Regions from separate parts of the Sus scrofa genome. Here region 1 is linked to region 2. Evidence: chromatin contacts called from public promoter capture Hi-C data. All regions are on one chromosome and are shown on one strand. The core of a region is the stretch at or near the end of the contact, and the rest is flanking DNA. Distances in the headings are between cores, read along the strand shown. Region 1 overlaps RNGTT (mRNA-capping enzyme). Region 2 has its middle 110 kb from the start of AKIRIN2.

Evidence for each region. Promoter capture Hi-C pulls out the DNA fragments that hold promoters and counts their contacts.
Region 1: a promoter capture Hi-C map of liver shows a contact between it and region 2, with 6 times the contacts expected there. The contact joins two enhancer-like sites. A contact is called at or near these places in 1 of 5 promoter capture datasets (liver) and 1 of 47 Hi-C or Micro-C datasets (embryonic fibroblasts).

The regions. Positions count from the first base shown.
Region 1 is chr1:56,889,263-56,895,696 of Sscrofa11.1, reverse strand. The region is part of intron 14 of RNGTT (mRNA-capping enzyme); the gene reads left to right. Among named protein-coding and RNA genes, the nearest start is that of RNGTT, 170 kb to the left of the region's middle. Within about 2 kb of position 2,031, at least 4 of the 83 cell types and tissues checked have an H3K27ac peak or open chromatin away from gene starts, as enhancers often do. A contact at or near this core is called in liver, where this site is marked.
Region 2 is chr1:56,180,124-56,186,185 of Sscrofa11.1, reverse strand. No RefSeq gene overlaps it. Among named protein-coding and RNA genes, the nearest start is that of AKIRIN2, 110 kb to the right of the region's middle. Within about 2 kb of position 1,580, at least 5 of the 83 cell types and tissues checked have an H3K27ac peak or open chromatin away from gene starts, as enhancers often do. A contact at or near this core is called in liver, where this site is marked.

The DNA.
Region 1 (6,434 bases), core at 782-3,281, 710 kb before region 2:
TGAAAAAAAACTAGGAAAACTGATTTGGTTTGTTTACTGACTAATGATGTTTTAGAATATGTATGGCTTGTAGGTCAACATTTTTAGTAAAAGAAGTTTAACATGCATATTCTAAATCTCTAGAATACCTGAAATATTCTATCAACTAAAGATACAAGCCCTAGAATGGAATATTCTAGTTTAGTGGCTTCCAAACTTTTGAGCATGACCTATAGGGATGTGACAAGTGTATTTGCATTGAGTTCTAGTACACATACATATATCTATACGCACACAACATAAACCAGAGTTTTAAAGTAAGTGTGATGTAACCACTATATTTACCATTCTGTTCTATTTATTTTTCCATTGATTTAGTTTTTAAATACAGGTCTCAACCCACTAAATTAACCTCTCTTTTAGAATATGGGTCACAACTCACAGTTGGGCAAACACTGCTTGTCCAGCTACTGCTGCCTTATGTCAGCCACATTTATGCAGGTGATGGTGAGGAAGCCTACCTGCCCTTGAGTTGATGATGGCCCTCGGAGTGGCTCTGGAAGGGCAGAAAATGATGAGATGTCAAAGTTGCTGGGGAGAGAGAGGAAGAAAGTATAGGAAAAGATAAATGAGAAGTGAAGTAAGATGTTTTATGGAGCCAAGCATAGCTATTTTCTATTTCCAAAAAACCCTAATTCTCAAGAATGGAAGGGAGCCTTCTCTCCACACCTACTCTTATCTTCCAAATGATTTCATGTGGTTTGAGGATAGAGAAAGAAATAAAGGTAAGATCCCAGTGGATTTAAAAAAAAAAGCAGAAAAAAATGGAGGTGAGTGGAGTTCCCGTCGTGGCGCAGTGGTTGACGAATCCGACTAGGAACCATGAGGTTGAGGGTTCAATCCCTGCCCTTGCTCAGTGGGTTAATGATCCGGCGTTGCCGTGAGCTGTGGTGTGGGTTGCAGACACGGCTCACATCCTGCACTGCTGTGGCTCTGGCATAGGCTGGCAGCTACAGCTCCGATTAGACCCCTAGCCTGGGAACCTCCATATGCCGAAGGAGAGGCCCAAGAAATGGCAAAAAGACAAAAAAAAAAAAAAGGAGGTGAGTGAGAAATTGAGAGAAAGCAATGAAGCAGATCTAGATTTGTGTGACATATTAATGACTACCAGCTCAGTTTTCTGTACTGTAAGGGAAGAGGCGAATTTTCAATGTCTCATAGCAGTAATAAAGGCAGGCATGGTTATTTCTTTGTTGAAAGTAGACTCAAAAAGTGAAAGAAGCTTTTAAAACAACAACAACAACAACTCACTAACTGTCATGAAAGCCAAAACCCTCTCTACTTCTATGCAATAGCTATTTAGTTGCTGACAGCATTTTATCCTGCACATTTACTGACAGAGAGCTTTAGGGCCACTGCTGGGCTCTCTAGTTAGTGAGCCCATATTGCTATCTTTCTGGATGTTAAAAATCACACATTGTTTGTTACTACCAGGTCACATAGTAGCTGCAGACTTAGGATTCCAAAAAGTATTCAATAGTAGTAGTTTTTGTGCCATTTTTACCAAGGTACTTTTGGCAGTGTTGTTGCCAAAACTGAGATAACACTTCAGCCTAGAGTCACTTTCAGTTTTAGAATTCTTATCTTCCAATCCTTAACTTATCTACAAGAATATGAGTCCCACAGGGCTGGGCTGTGTCTTGTGCACCTCTCTATCTTTGGCAATTAGCCTAGTGCCCAAGACCTAAAAACACTAAATGAGTATTTGTTAACATTATTGAAGAATGCTCAGAAAACCAAGTGCATTGTTGCTGTTGTTGTTGTTTTGGGGGTATACCCAACCGCATGGGAAAGTTCCCAGGTCAGGGATCAAACCTGTGCCACAGCTGTAACCAGAGCCACAGCGGTGACAACACTTAACCCTTGGAGCCATGAGCGAAGTCCTTTTTTTTTTTTTTTTTAAATTGAGGTGTAGTTAATATATAACATTGTGTTTGTTTCAGATGTACAACATAATGATCCAATATTGCAAACATTGCAAAAGGATCATCCCAGTAAGTCTACTTAACATCCATCCCCCTACATAGTTACAAAACAGTTTTTTTCTTGTGATGAGAACTCTTAAGACCTACTCTTTATCAATTTTCAAATAGGCAGTACAGTATTATTAACTACAGTCACTCTGCTATTACATTACATCCTCAGAACTTATCTGTCTTATAATTGAAAACATGTACCCTTTCACCTCCCTTCATCCATTTCTCTCCCACCCTCACCCCCTGCTTGTGGCAACAAAAATCTTTTCTATATTCCTTGGAGCTTGTTTTTTTGTTTTGTTTTTTGTTTTTAAACTATAAAGATTTACCTGTGAAGTTCGTCAGAGTATTTAAAACTCTGGTTCTAATTGCATGTATATTTACTGCCTTAAAACTTTGTTTTCTGATCTCTGTTACATCTTGAGTTGGGATATCTTTGAGGCACTATAAATTAATTTTATTTTCTAATTTAAGATTATGGTTGTAAATTGTTATTAACATCAGTAGCTTTATTTGAAATGTAGATTTTGTGAATACATTATTCTGAGAACATTTTAATTATAGTCCTCAAATTATTTTCCAATTAAGAAAGTTAGCATTTTTCTTAGCTGGAAATTCCAATTACTTTCAATCTCTCTTGAGTGAGACATTTATAGAAAAATATTAGAAATCATTTTAGCATATTCTAGTTTTTTTTAAAAACCAGATTTATCGTATCAAGCTGTTTTCTTGTTAAATGTGGTTTGGAGAGAAAAAGATTAAATTCTTTTTTTGTAATTTGGAGATGTTCTCAAAAAAGCAAATTGTATCAATGCTAAAGTATTTATAATGCAGTGAACATCCTATTTTGGTGAAAGGAAATAAATGTTATTTTTTATCCTGAGTTTTTTTCCCCTACAAATATTTTACTTCTAAAAAGAATTTCGAAGGCATTGATAACATGTACATATAAAAGGATATCTATAAAATGACTATTGTTAAAGTCATGTTTCTGACAAATGCCAGAGTTTCTGATCTGGATTATATATTAGACATCTAGAAGTTATATATTTCACTTTCTTCCCACAAAAGGAGAAAAATAATTTCTCCAGCAAATAGGTAAGAAGAAATATTTACTCATCCTCTTGCCTCATAAAGTTTGAAAACACAGTTCCAGACCTGTCCGGTCCTCACGAGGCAGAGGCAGCTGCAAAGACCCATTTCAGGTGTCCCATGGCTGTGACGCAGGTATTAGGAAAGCTCCAAACTGGTGTTCTCTTTGTTGACTCTTGGAGAAGAGTAACAAACTGAAACTCTGAGACTAGATAACACCAGACCATTAATGTTGCCAATGATTTGTAATTGGCCTTGAACTGGCTACCTTGAACATCTTCAGAAGTTTGAGACTATTAAGTGATTTCTGTCCCAAATGTATACCTCGGGGTGTGGGTAGGAGGGATCCTTAATTGTTTAAAACAGAAATTTAAAAATGTAGTCACATAAATCTGTCTCTTGAAATGGTTTTTTCTAAATAATGAGGTAGATGTTTGTTTTTTTCTTATCCCAGTATTTCACTGTCTATATAATTATTTGCCAATAAGTAAAAATGACAGATTTGGAGTTCAGGAAATTCAAACTATACTAAATGCAATGAAATATAAGAGTATAATGGTTTGAAGAAATCATTATAAATTTAAGTTTAACCTTGCAAATACAAGTCACCATTTGGATATTTACAGTTTTACTAAAATATTTTAAATACTAATTTTAAATTCTTCCTGTAGTGTCACCCGATCAGAACATTTGTGGTACCCAATAAATACCTTCACATGTGATCATTCATCTGCTAAAATAATGTGTTCTTTCTTTTTTTCTTTTTTTTCTTTTTGTCTTTTTGCCTTTTTCTAGGGCCGCTTCCGCAGCGTATGGAGGTTCCCAGGCTAGGGGTCTAATTGGAGCTGTAGCTACCGGCCTACACCAGAGCCACAGCAATGTGGGATCTGAGCTGTGTCTGCGACCTACACCACAGCTCAGGGCAACGCCAGATCCTTAACCCACTGAGCAAGGCCAGGGATCAAACCCACAACCTCATGGTTCCTAGTCAGATTCATTAACCACTGCACCATGACGGAAACTCCAATAATATGTTCTTTATGATATTAAAATACTTCTGTTCTCTGTGAAGATTTAAGTCTGATAATAGTCATAATATTATCAGTGAATATAATTATATATACAGTCTTTTTTTAAAAAAAAAATCAATCTATTCAGAGTTTTTGTGGGATAGACACATAAAACGACGTTAGGTTATTTGACTATCCAGAGGTTCCTTTCAATAAGTTGCAGTGCTTTAGAATCAGATTCAACTTTCTAAGTCTTAACTCATAAAATCAGTTTTCTAGTGGAAAGTAATTTTGTATAAACCTTTTTGTCAAAGGAGGCTAAGGCTTTGAAAAACAAATAGTATAAAAGAATATTTAAGTTGGGAGTTCTCGTTGTGGCTCAGTGGTTAATGAACCCAACTAGCATTCATGAGGATGTGGGTTCAATCCCTGGCCTCGCTCAGTGGGTTAAGGATCTGGCATTGCCATGACCTGTGGTGTACATTGCAGACGAGGCTCAGATCCTGCGTTGCTGTGGCTGTGGTGTAGGCCAGCTGATGCAGCTCTGATTCAGCGGCTAGCCTGGGAACCTCCATATACTATAAGTACAGCCTTAAAAGAAAAAAAAATTTTTTTTAATTAAATGTACCCCTCATGTATAATATATTTTTTCATTTTATCCTCAAATATTACAACCGTGTTGATATCTCTTTGGATATCTCATCTTTTTTTCTTCCTTGTCAGTATTTGAAAACATGAAAAAGGAAAATGGGATAACATACTGTTTAAACCAAAAGCATGCGAAGTTCAGTTAGTAACATTATCAGGTGATACTAAATATAAATATTATAGCCACCATTTGTTGAGCACCAAGTGCTAGGCACTGTTTTAATTAATTCTCAGACAGCTTGTAAAGTGTAGGTACTTTACAAGTTTTCAGTTTTCAGTTTTACAGATCAGGAAGACATAAAAGGCTGAGTGACAAACTGAAGGTTACAATGCCAACAGGTAGTTTACATTATATTGCCTCCTGTGGAGAATTATTTTAGTGTATACTTATTTAGTGTACTAGTTACTATTTATGTGGCTTTTTCATATATATCTTGAAGCCCTTCTGAGTTTTGTTTGTATAGCAGGCCAAAATTATCCCTGTAATTGACATGTTACTAGTTAAGACATGGATTGGACTAAATGACTTGACCAAAGGAGAAGTGGTTCTACTACAAGGATCAAGATAGAATCACTGTGGTTTATTTACATATAAAGGAATGGTAGTATAAAGTTATAATCTTACCTCTGCTACTTAGTCATTGTTGATGACTAAGTTGTTAATAGTAAGAGCTGAGAGTTCTTATATTGCGAACATTTGTGAATCTCTGAGATAATAAAAGGCTTCTAATTATAATATCTTCTGATATAGTTATGGAGTATTTTCATTTTGTTCCCAAAGCATCTATTTTGAACTTATTGTGTTGTGTATTTCTCCTTAGCCATCATTTTTTTGGAAGGGCCAACCCTCCTTGTTGTTTTTATTACCTTTTATACTAAATGCTTTTTATTTTACCTTTATTAATTCTTCATATCTAAGAGATTTGGTGAAAGTATTATACAGCTATTAATTTGAAATAGTCTCTAGATATCTATTTCTTTGAGAAGGAACCAGCTGTGAAGAAATCAGACGTATAAACAAAACACCTGAGGACTTTGTGTGCTCTGATTAGCTCAGAGAGAAAAGTTGAGATTGGTGTTTTTTATTTTTGTTTTCTTCCCAACCAGGTGTGGTAGTTTTGCTAGATACATTAAAAAAAATGAAAAAAAAAAAAAAAAAACATTTCTCATTTTCTGGCTCAGTGTTGAGTATGCCTTGTGAGCATAGCTGGAATTAAAGCATTTTGATGTTTTTCAAGATCAGTGTATCTTGGAGGCATTTTGATGACTCAGGGCTGATTTTAGCCACAGAAGGAACTATAGCAGCATTGCATGGAGAAGGAACAGATGTTTTCTAAGTTTCAGGATGAGTAGGTTGGTTGCATAGCACAAGGGTAACCGAATGATGTAAAAGGCAGTGATGGTGAAAATAAGCAAGGAGGTGTTCTCAGGGTGGTTATGGTTTAGCAAAAGGATGAATGAAATAAGGTAACATGCATATAATATAGGTCATTAGGTGTCACAAAGTGGCTACTTCTGGAGTGAGATGGAGCCATACAAGGAAAAGGTAGAAATTATATTGTCAAGGGTAAGTTACTACCAGTGATGAACTAGTCCATTCTCTTGTACCTGATTAAAAGATAGAGACTTCCATGCTCTCATAGGGCTCATTTTTATTCACAATAAAAAA
Region 2 (6,062 bases), core at 331-2,830:
ACAGTCAGTCCACCAAAGCTGCCCTGAGTTACCCGCTACAAGAGGCATTCCACCAGGGCCCTGGGGTTTTAGATGGAAGTCAAAACAGTCCTTTCGAGATTTCATTTATTTGCTTGTAAACCTAAAGTTTACACACACACATACCTAACGCCCTCTTCCTCAAGTCTTGCTCACCGAAGTTCTTTCCTTGGGGCTCCCTTAGTGAGTCTGTGAAAAGAGTTTTGTTAGGTTACCCATAAACCTGTGGAAATGTCCAGCCCTGTCAGAATTCCAGAGGAGACCGAAAATAGGTCCTATCACTTACCCACATTTTACAGGTGAGGACATTGAGGCACAGAGAAGCTGAATAAACTACTCGAGGTCACACAGACATTCCATAAGGGCAGTCTGGCTCCAGGGTCAGTGTTCCCAGCCACTACATCGCAGTGGCTCAGGGGCTTGGGAGGGTGCCTCCACACTGTGCCAAGTTTCGTGTGGTTCTAGAAGGACCACTGCCACCTGGGGATACTAACAATTTTGGCTGCAGCTTTCTGACAGAAATTGTAAGAACAAGCTTAAGCATTCTTCAAGTCCCAGTTAAATCATCACCTCTCCCAGGTAAGCATCAGCTCCCAAACAGGAGTGTCCCTTCCTCCGTGAAGACTCCAGGAATCCCCCAGTCAGGACCGAATCTCAGCCCCCTTTCCTGGTCCCACAGCTGTTCAACTCTAGAGAACATAGCACGGCCTCATCCTCCTTAGAGTGAGCAATCCTGTCCACTCCTCACACTAGGATGCAAGCGCTGCAAAGGCAGGACTGGTCTGCTGGTCCTTAATGTCTGAGAGCACTCACCACAGTGCCCTGAAGGGAAGTGGTCCCTGCTCCTGCTCCTGTTCCCAGAGCTGCGCGGGGACAGCACTGAGAGCGTGGTAGGTGTGTAACGATGGCTGATGGAAACCTGAGCTGGGGATGGAGGTCTCTCCACAGAAGACCCTGTAGTATCATGTGTTAGGCCAAAGCCTGCAAAATTGCCATTTTATAGGCCAAATTGTTCAAATATTGACACTTCCACTTGAGTCAATTCGACAGAAAATATACATTGCCTAAGAGGAATAGCCTATAAACCCCCGAAAGTGTTTCCTTGGAAGGTTTTGAAATCTCCCTTCTTCGATAGCTGGTATAATCTAACTATCGTTATTTTGTAAAAATACCCCAAAAGTCCAAATTCTAGGTGGTAAATCCTCAAATATCCCAAAGCCCAGATGAGAATGATGAAATTTGATTCCAATGACTATTCAGCGGTGAGTTCCTAGGGTCCTGTTAACAGAACACAGAAGAGAAAGCAGCTTTACTCACTTTTTCTGTCAATCTTGGTCAAAACGCTGCCTGGGAAATAACTTCTGGGGCCTGGTAAGTTGGGGGAGAGTCCCCAGTGTTCCTACGTTCCCTCATCTGTTCTCTGGCACCCTTTAGCAGATTGATCTGCCTGTGTATTGATCTTTGGGGCTCATACTGACCTTTGGAAGGAATGTCAATAGTGGGAGTTTGTGCAAAGATGAGAAAGTTCCTCCACTGGCAGCTTTCTTTGCCTGACTCAGGCCTCTGGAGTGAAAGGCTGTAATGTAACTGACAATGTAATTTATCCACATTTCTACTTGGAAACAGTATCATTTCTTTGAGCTCCAGTATCATTTCTATTACCCTCGCCTGGAATAAAAGACCCAGGATGCCTGTCAGACCAAACAATGCCTATCGTATTTTATTACAGGGGATGAAACCTAAGACTTTAAGCTCCATTAGCAGAAGGGTTCATTTTCACTCCAGGAAGGTAGTTCAACATTACAACATCTTATCTTGTTCTTTCTTATGTTTTTAATATAAAGGCCTTAAAATTCCCCACTTCCATCCCCCACGCCCACTGCCCCAGGCATTCGGAAGCTATATTATCAGATTTTACAGTCTGAGATAATAGGCTATTCTAAGAGTGCCGGTATATACACGTGGTATGTATTTTTTTTTTTTAATAATACTGCAGACTGATAAAAAGAAGAAGTTTGCTCTCTAGTGGCTGACTTATAAAAGGCTCTGAAAACCACACAATAAGATAGCTTAGAAAAAGAAGAAATTTAACAGCGATATTTGTGTAATAAGGTCTGGATACTTATTTTGCTTTTATTGATATTTTTAATATTCTTTACAGTGAAAAACTATATCAGAGCAAATGTTCTGCGGATATTTTTTCCTATTAAAATTTTTCCTATCATTAAGCTAATTTTAATTCTAAATTCTTAGAGTAGCAATTAGGTTTCTGGTGTTTTATTAGCCTATTATACCTTTAGAAAGCTCTGTGGATTGGTTTAATACCATATAATTAATGTCTATTATAGACACATTGCCCAATAATATAATATTATTAGCGCTTTTGAAACCATTTTTAGCTTTTTGCAGAAAGATTATATAAATTCAGGGACAAATAGTATAATTACTAGTATGATACTAATTAATATCATTTTATTACTCCTTTTTCTGCAGCAACTCAATTTATAAAATTCTACTACAATACGAATTATAAAAGAAAGAATTTATTCATTGTGCCCATTTTTAACCCCTGTGCCATGTTTTACTTTCTCATTATATTCTTCATCTCCATCTCTCCAAATTCCCACTATTTTTCTCAACTCTCTCCAGTATCCTTGATCAGATAATAGGAGCAAACAACACCACTGGTCCCTGAAGTTCCCACCCTCCATGCTTCCAAAAAGAGGGAGTTACTTAGGAAGTTTTCTACCTGCACAGAAATAAATACTTTAAAGGATTTTCAGATCTATAAATATTCTTGTTCATGTTGTTTATGAGAAAGGAACAAGACAGCAGCGAGGCTGAACCTTTTCTACAGGTCTGGGCTACGGTGGAAATAAAAGTACTAGACAATGCAAAGAAGAAAAGTATTTTCTGGGTAGAATAGGCATAGGGGACCTCCAGGGGGGTGGTTAAGAAGGGATATGATGCAATTCGACTTACAGTTTTGAAAATTATTCTGGCTGCTATGTGAACAAAGTCCCACAATAAGGACAGGAGCAGAAACAGGGAAACCTCTTTGGAAATGACGGAGTCATGCATCCAATAAAACAGAGTAGCGTGGACAAGGGTAGCAGCAGTGAAGGTGTGAAAAGTGAATGGATTCCCCATGTACTCTGAAGGTAGAGCTAAATGGTGGTGGGTGAGAGGTGGGGTTGGGGTATGACTTCAGACTGAGCAACTGGTGGAGGGAGATGCCACTTGCCGGAATTGGAAAGGATGAGAGAAAAGCATGTTAGGGAGGTGAGGGACAGTGGGAGTAAAGAATGCTGTTTGGGTTGGTCATGGTTCAAGGTGAGATGCCTCTTCAAGAGGAGATATCCGATAACCTCTTGGAGATATCAAGAGGAAAGCTTCAGCGATGTCGGCACAACCAGATCTCTTCAAGTCTGGAGTTTGGGAGAGAGATTGGGACTGGTGATTTACACTTAGAAGTCTTCAGGATACAAATGATATTTAAAAATGAGATTCCCAGGAGTTCCCATCTTGGCTTAGTGGAAACAAATCTGACTAGTAACATGAGGTTGCAGATTTGACCCCTGGCCTCAATCAGTGAGTTAAGAATCTGGCGTTGCCCTGAGCTGTGGTGTATGTAGGTGGCAGACACAGCTCGATCTGATGTTGCTGTGGCTGTGGTGTAGGATGGCAGTTATAGCTCCAGTTCACCCCCTAGCATTGGAACCTCCACATGCTGTGGGTGCAGTCCTAAAAAGCAAAAAAAAAAAAAAAGAGAGAGAGAGAGGAGAGAGAGATTCCCAAGGAAAGAGGTTGAATGAAGAGAGAAGAACTGGGCCAGACTCTGAGGCATGGACATTTGAAGTAGAGAAGGGTCAGCCAGGAAGATTGCACAGAAGTGGCCAGCATGGGGAAGGACAGCAGGAGAAGATGAGTGAGGCTGTGCCGGGGAGAGGTAAGGACACAGAAGTGACCACTGAATTTGGCAGTATGGAGGTCACAGGCAACCCGACCAGAGCCCTTTCAGTGGGGTGATGGGGACAGAAGCCCTTCTTGTTCTTTTGCCCGCCAAATACAGACCTAAACGCTTCCTTCCCAGTGCAAATATGCAAGACAGAAAGGAACTAGCAGTTGGTGCAGATTTGGGGGAAATTTTCTCCTGTTGCTTTTGAGAGATAGTTAGTTTATACTCAATCTTTGATCTGGACTCATTTTCTTTGAATCCTTTTAGAGTGAAAATGGGTAGGGAAAGGGATTCTTGGTGTCAGAAATTGAGCTATCTACCACTTCACAGCATAACTCATCTTTCCCACCAACTAGACAGTGAAGTAGAGGGAAGCTGGGATAAAGAAGAAAATAACTAGGGAAGAGTACATCTGACCTAGAAACTGTAAGGAGATGCAAGAAAGAGGGAAGATGAACTATAGGAAAAAGTACCTTGGCAGGGAAAGAAAATATAAATAGGAAAAGTAGGAATTAGGGACAAATGTTTTTCCTTGAGGCATAGAAGGAAATGAAATTTGAACTACCTGCCAATCTCAGAGGAAACAACACCAGACAGAATAAATAGGGAAGGCATTTCCATATCAGACTATATGCCAAGGGTTGAGGAACAAGGAAAGAGAGGAACACATTAAACAGGAGGAAAAAATTGTAAAGTGAACAGTTTTGCAGGTGGACTGCAAAAGCTGCTGATTTCCTAAAAGGCTTTTTAAAATTTGCATTGTTATTTAAAACACACACCCCAAGCGTCTTTACCAGTTCATTTGTGCACAACTACACCTCTTGTTAGTTTGTGAGGCTGCCCAGAATTCAAATGGGAGACAGTCAAAGAAGAATCGTGGCCAATAATCCCTTTTTTATAAAAATGAGATTTGTTGATATCTTTAAGAGCTTGAATAAGCACGTTTTGAAAATGTAGAAACACGTAATAACTGAAGGAACAAAAACCAGTGGATTCTATTCTTTCACACTCTTGGGATGGGTCTTTGTCCAATGCACATTACAGTATGTGTGATCTAAGTAAGGCCTCACAAATGATAGGATGCTGAAGATTTCGGGGCTTCACTGGAAATGCTTGTTTGCTAACTCCATAGACCTTACAGGCACTCAGAGACATTAGTAAACTTGGTCAAGTGGGGGTAATTTCCAGGAGAAAAGGATTGGCTCAAATCCACCAGGCAGTCTTAAGATCACACTTATGTTCAACCGCAGCCTCCCATCACCAGGAACACCATCCTCTGCCACCCCAGCCTCCTCTCATGAGGGAACCCCACTCTGGGTGTACCTGATGGCCACAGTTGAAAGCCTCTCTTCACATGGTTTTCTGCTGGGGACTGGATTGATACTTTACCTGATCCGTTTCTGTGCCACATGAGAATCTCAGAAACATCACTGTTTAGGTTCCAACTTCTTTCTTTTTCTTTTTCTTTTTTTCACCTTGTAGCCATCAATTGTTTCGCCATTATTTAAAAAAACAGAGCACTCTAGAAATGAGGAAGGGGAATACACATCTCAGCTCCTCAGACCAAAGAAACACACACACGGTCCATTGAGGTCAAGTGTGTTTCCCATCTTCAGCCTGGGATGCCAGCAGGAAGCTTTCTCCTCTAAAAGGAAGAAGGTCGTGGGTGGCTCCTTAGCAATAACATCTGGAGAGAAAGTAATGGTGGATGAAATGACACTAAAATTGTCTCATGACTTCTGTCTCCTGTGCAGCTCACAAGGGAGACGTCAAGAAAAGGATCAATTCAAATTAGTGGGCCAACTGCCTAGAATAAAGCAGAAATATCACCTTCTCAGTCTACTGTGCTCCCATCTCTGAGCAACTGGATGGGAGAGACGATGCCCAAATCTGCATCTCCAGAATCAAACCTGAACCAGAATGTTCTTGAGAACTCCTCTGGTTTCCTACTAAATTAATTTTCAGAAGGTTCCAAGCTTAGGCAATGCCGAGTTATACCAGGAAGTTATGTTTATGGGTGTTTATTGAGGCTTAATAGACTAATTCTGTCAAGTTGAGGCAAGTTTCTTCTCCATCACAGCAAATT